Regions from separate parts of the Pan troglodytes genome. Here region 1 is linked to region 2. A link is a contact called in public Hi-C data. All regions are on one chromosome and are shown on one strand. The core of a region is the stretch at or near the end of the contact, and the rest is flanking DNA. Distances in the headings are between cores, read along the strand shown. Region 1 holds the start of CNOT7 (CCR4-NOT transcription complex subunit 7). Region 2 holds the start of ZDHHC2 (zinc finger DHHC-type palmitoyltransferase 2).

Evidence for each region. Hi-C and Micro-C count contacts between places; a contact is called where the count stands out from the background.
Region 1: a Hi-C map of stem cell-derived neural progenitor cells shows a contact between it and region 2, with 3 times the contacts expected there. The contact joins the promoter of CNOT7 here to the promoter of ZDHHC2 in region 2. A contact is called at or near these places in 1 of 7 Hi-C or Micro-C datasets (stem cell-derived neural progenitor cells) and 1 of 1 datasets of contacts at active chromatin or transcription factors (stem cell-derived excitatory neurons).

Annotation. Positions count from the first base shown.
Region 1 is chr7:25,534,428-25,537,478 of NHGRI_mPanTro3-v2.0_pri, reverse strand. CNOT7 (CCR4-NOT transcription complex subunit 7) reads left to right here and starts at 1,438. Exons shown (of 7, transcript XM_016959131.4): 1 at 1,438-1,574; 2 at 3,002-3,051. VPS37A (VPS37A subunit of ESCRT-I) reads right to left here and starts at 1,446. Exons shown (of 14, transcript XR_010159220.1): 1 at 905-1,446.
Region 2 is chr7:25,442,569-25,445,448 of NHGRI_mPanTro3-v2.0_pri, reverse strand. It overlaps ZDHHC2 (zinc finger DHHC-type palmitoyltransferase 2), which reads right to left and starts at 1,594. Exons shown (of 13, transcript XM_519614.9): 1 at 1,229-1,594. The coding sequence starts at 1,358.

The DNA.
Region 1 (3,051 bases), core at 189-2,688, 92 kb before region 2:
AAAAAAAAAAAAAGGGTTAGGGACTTAACAATGTTGTCATCTTTATTTAAAATAGTGTGAAACTGTTAAGTAAATATACTTGCAAAATGCATATAATATAAAGAAGCAGTTCTAATTTTTGAAAACCATTAGAGACCATAGACATTTGCAATGTAAAAGGCTGCAGCAAACCAATTTACAGTAAAAGTTGAAATAATATGAATTGTAAAAATATTTCTAAACTGACCATGATAAAATGAAAAACTCACAGGAAGACAACAGAACAATCAAGATGAACATAAAGTAATTCTTGAGCGTGGGGACAAGACTATGAAAGAAGTGAGAAATGTACATGCACTGGTCGCTGTGAGATGGGGAGAGACTTCTCCAACAGGGTAAATCTTAGAGTCTCAAGAAGACTGACTACGTGATAAGTGACTCTCAGACGAGAAGCATTCACTGATGAAAACTCTGGCTTCCCTTTCCTTTGATGTTGCAACAGTTCTATTTTCCCTTCTTTGTGAAACCTGGAGATTACTCTTCACAATTGTATTTTAACAATTCTGCTGACGCGGCAATCAGGTGGGCAAAGGGAAAGATCAGTGGCGAAGCCTGGGCAGCAAGGGATACTGGAAATAGACTATGAGAGAGATTGAGAGATTACAGTCAGCAGCTATGTGTCAGGAGGGATGAGGAAATCCGAGTTAGAAGCGCTGAGCAGTGGTGCGGCAGGAGGCAGGGAGGGTCCGGAGGAAAACAGTAAAAGGGGGCAGGAGTGGCAGAGCAAGCGTGTGACCCACAACCAAGGGAGGTAAACCACATGAGGAGCTGGTGGGGAGCAGACTGAGGCGCTGCGAGGGTGGTTAGGACAAGCCCGCCCTCCCACCCTACTTTTTCCTCCGGTGGAGAGGCAGAGACCAGTCACCTGGAGTGTGAGTTCCGGAGGGACTCGATCAGGCGCTGCTTCTGCTGCTGGAGGCTGGTGAGGCCACCGGGGGACCCAGCCGCGGAGGAGGAGGCGCTCTTGGTCAGGGGAAAGAGCCAGCTCATCCTCCTCGGGTCCACGGGCCGGAGGCCCTGGAAGGCTCTGGCCTGCTTCTCCCAGTGGCTCGGCCCGGCGGTTCTCCAGCGACAGATGAGCGGGGTGGGACGTCCGTGGCCCAAGCGCTGGGGACCGCGTCTTCTCTAAGTCTGTCCTGCCTGCGCTCCCCGGGTTCTGGGGGACATGCTACGAACGGCGGGCGGCTGGAGAGGGAAACTTGCGGCCCGGAACAGCCGGTCCCACTTTAACGGCCCAGACGCCCAAACCGGCCAGCCAGGGAGCCTGGCCGCCCAGCGCTCCACCACCCGCGCCGCCGTCACTTGCGTGCCCCGCCCCCTCTGCGTGACGCGTCATCATCTAGCGCCCCCGTCAGGACGTGCGAAAAGCGACGGCGCAGCACGGTGCGGCGCAGCTTCTGCTCGCCTTTCCCTTCGCTGGGCGAGAGGTGTCTATGGGGCACCCGCTGCCGCCGCCGCTACCGCCACCGCCACCGCCGCCGGGTGCTGTCTCTATGGCGAGGAGGAGGAGGAGGAGCGCGAGCTCAGCGACACAAGTAGATCTTGCATCCGCTGCAGCCTTACGGGGGGAGGGGCGGGTTAGGGAAGTAGAAAGGGGGCGGGGACGATGAACCTGAGAGGGTGCGCGATGGCGCCAGCTGGAGTGCGGCTGGCGGAGGAAGGAGCCTGGCGGCGGGTTGGGGGCTGGGTAACTGGGGCTGGGGGTTTGTCAAGGGGTTGGCGCGTAGTGATGACGCAAAGGCTTTGTACCTGGGGCTTCGCTGTGGGACGGAAATTGGGAGTGGAGGGCGGTGGCCTAGATCCTCACCTCTTCGTATTGTTTCACGCAGCAGTGCTTGGGAGTCAGTGTAGCTCCAGTCAGTGGTATCAGCACCTTCGCACTGGCGCTTTGCCAGGGAAGAGAGTTACCTATGGCTTGAATACCTCGGTGCCGTCCTCTCGTTTCTCTGGGAAACTGCAGTACGGAGATGCTATCTCCAGTAATGAGAAGGCCTTTGGTGTCTCTTCGGGGCTTCTGGGACTGCAGTAGAGAGAGAGGTGGAGGAAAACAATGTTAGACTACAGGGTCTTTCCAAGTCTTTGTGTTTTTGTGCTTATGTGTGTGTGTGTGCGTATCGGGGTGGGAGAGTTATAAAGGAGGGGTGTCCTGTGGATCTCCTTTAGTTTCTCTACTTGGAGAATTGGAAGTTACATTTGTGACTCTTCAGAGTTTAGAAGACAGTCATAAGACCCTCTTTTTACTCTTGTTTTTTTTTTTTTTCCAATTTGTATGAAAAATGCAGAAGGATTTGAAATTTCCCTGCCCAAGAATCAACAGGAACTCTGTTTATAGACCAGAAATGTGAGATCTATCTTTGGTAACCACGCAATATGCTCTAAGTTTTAGACGTTCTATTGTGTTCTTTTTCCCTTTTGTAACTGCGAACATTCAGATAATTTTCATGGCTGTTACTTTTTTCTCAGAGCATTTACAAACATTTTTGACCCCTCTAGTCTAGTTAGAATAAACGCCAGTAAAGTAGATCTTGTTATCAAGTCGGATTTTGGTTGTTTTATTAATGAGGAATAAAAATAAACACCATCTTTGCCATGGTAACATCTGATCTTGTCACATGTAAATAAGTAATTTTTCATTTTTTGTCTGGAAATGGATGGCTTTATAAAGTTTTATGCAGAGTAGTTGAACTCAGATAAATAGTGGAAAGTTATAAAATATGATTAGTATGTATGTGTAAAAAAGCTATTTTAAAATAACTGAAATTAGGACCAGGAAATCTGTACTGTAGTCCTTTTTTTCCTATAGACTAGCTGTGTGACCTTAAGTTACTCTCTAAATTTTGATTTTTTTTTTTTATGAGTCGAGAACTTTGAATAAATAACTTCTTAGGTTCCTGTTGGCTCAATTATTCTGTGATTCAGATTTGATATATCTGGTCTTCATATTGTTTTTTTATTTTGACAGGTACATAAATAAAGGATAAAATATTTTATGAAACAAATCTTCAATCAAGT
Region 2 (2,880 bases), core at 345-2,844:
TTGTTTCTAAATCCCTTCAAGTAATAACAGCAAATTTTAAAACTATATGAAATAAAAGTCTCGGTTCTCTTACAACTTACATCAGTGATTATTTTGATGTATTATTATGACACTTTCTCACAAGGCGCAACATTTTGAGGTAAGATGGCTTCAGACAAGATTTTATGTCTGAATCTTGAGGCTTTGAAAATGCTGAGCTTGTGAAGGCTCAAAATAATAGGCCACTATTTAATCTTTTCCCTTGTCCCACCCAAAGCTAGCACTTGGTAGGGCAAAAACAGACACTTTGTTAGGTGGAGCACGAAACACAGAAAGCATTCACAAGTCACTGGCAGAAAGGTCATTTTCTGTTTTAACATCTTTTTCTGATAACCCAGATCAGTTTTCATAAAACCCCTGAAGGTAGAAACCAGCTTACATTAAGCGACATCATTGTACTCCCTACTTGTGCATAATAATCAACTTTTTAAAAAATTTTAATCTTCAGCATTAAAAGTATCCTACCCACCAATTCAGGAACCTCGAACTCGGACTGGAGCCACTTTGCTCTCTGGGTGTAAAAACCTCAGACGATCACCTCTTTTTTTCTCTCCCTACTGTTCAAACACCTAAATTATGGTTTAGTGTGTTGCACATGTCCTCAAAAATACTTTCTAGTAGCTCACCTCCTCCACATCCTTTTTAACTAGAAAAGTGTCCAACTGGCAATCCTCAAATCATAAAGGCAGCAAAAACGCCCCTGAGCGCTGTCACAAATTTCTAACGAGTGGATTGACGCCAACCAGCAAGGGATCCAGCTCCGCCGCCAAGGCCAGCACCCCCGCGCGGGTCTGGCGCAGCTCGGGGCCGGGCCCAGCTCAGCCCTTCAGCCCCCGGCGCACCTCGCCGGCCTCGGCCTCCCCTCTCCACAGCGGTCCCGGGGACCGTCCGCCCCTCTAGGGGGTGTGGCCGGGGCGGCGGCGGTGAGCGGAAGGCGGCGGGAGGCTCGGCGGCGAGTGCGGGGCGGAGGCGGCACCATAACCCGAGAGTTGGGAGGGGAGGGCGAGGGGCGTGCGCGTGGAAAAAGCTGCCCCGAGGCTGCTTTCGGCGGCGGAGCCGGCGGGACGCGGCAGGTTGGCAGCGCCCGGGGCGCATCCGGGGGGCGAGAGTGGAGGCGCGGCTGAGCGTCCCGGGACAGTCGGGGTGGGCTGCGCTGCGCTGGGGGCGCCGCGGCGGGGGGCGCACTCACCTATGCACAGCTGGATGGCGTAGGCGTAGTAGGACCAGCCGAGCAGGAGAGTGATGAAGACCACCGGGATCCAGTACAGCACCCGCCGGCACCGCCGCCTGGCGCTGCTGCCCGGGCCCGAGGGCGCCATCTTCCAGCCGCATCCACCTGCCCAGCTCCGCCGCCGCCCGCGGGCCTGGCTCCGGGGCGGGCTGGGCGGGCCCGGCACCCCTGGCTGGACGGGCTCCTGGGCGGCGGCGGGGTGCGCTGCGGCCACTGCCGCCGCCGTGGCGCTAACTCCCCATCCCGCAGCCCCGAGCTGGCGCGGCGGACTCCCGGCTCCTCAGCCCGGCGGAGGCGGCGGCTGCGAGCGGAGGACGAGGAGGCGGAGGGGGGCGGTGAGGCGGCGGCGTCGGGAGGCTGCGCTCCGCCCCCGCCGTTCCCCGCCGCCCGGCTGCCTCCCCTGGCGTGGCCGGCTGCGCCCTCGGGCGGGCTCTGCGGGGATACGGAGCCCTGGCTCGGGCCACCTCGCGGGCTCCCACCGTGGCCCCGCCGCCTCCGGCTCGGCCTCTGGATTCCGGGGAGGCGGGGGCTGCTCGGCGCTGGCCCCCGGGCGGAGGGGGCGGTGGCGGCCCCTCCCTAGGCGCCCGGCACCCGGGGCAGTTGGGTTGCGAGCGCTTCCGCGCTTGGCGCAGGGCGGGGGTCGGAGGCGAGGCCGGCGGAGCAGCTGCTGCGCGCGGGACTCCGCGCCTGCTGCGACCCAGGCGCCCTGAGAAAGTCTGCAGCACGGAGGCCCGCGTCCCCGCAGCCCGCGTGGAACCCTCGCGCTTCAACTTGCGGGTCCCTGGGAGCCCGCGGGGGCCGCGAGGAGCCTCCCTTTACTACTCCGGCTTTGGGGGGAAGCAGAAATGCACAGCGAAGAGGGGGTGCCGAGCCGGCGTATGGCATGGGAGGGGCTGTGGAGAGCGAGGAAGAAGCATTTTTGGTTGTGAATCCAGGCACCTCTGGAGTTAGAAACACAAGTTCTTTGCTCTGAGAATGTTGATGCTTTGGATAAATGATTGAGTGATTGTGACAGGGGCCGTTCCCACTGTCCCCTCCCTCGAGTACGGTGGTTCCTTCCACCAACTATTTATTCTTTTCCTCAACCCGCTCCTCACTACGGTGTTTACTTTCGTGGTGGCAATTCCAAACTTAGCAGATAGCTGACTCCAAAGCGGTTCCCAAAAAACACCGTAAGGGAACCTAAAGGTAGTCAGCCCAAACCTCCGATTTTATGATTCACGAAATGGAAAATAAATGCTTCCTTTGCTTTTCCTTCATCTGATTATGAACGCACCTGATCCACAGGGAAACATTTCAATCAATGAGTGTGTGTAAATTATGTGCATCACTACTATACATAATAAGCACAATTTTTCTTAACATTAGTGAATATGTGTATTTACACCACACAGCAACCCCAGTGAATGAAATTACTTCTTATTCATGTGTAGAAGTAAAAAAAAAAATACTGATTTACATGAATTCAGTCAAAGAAATTTAGCTCTGGTGTCTGCGATTATCTTTCTGTGACTGGATTACACAACAAGCTAATCTCTCCCGAAATAGCTATATGTTACCGCCCCCCCCCCCACATCTCTTTCCATTTCTCTTCAAAAATGCATAGAAAA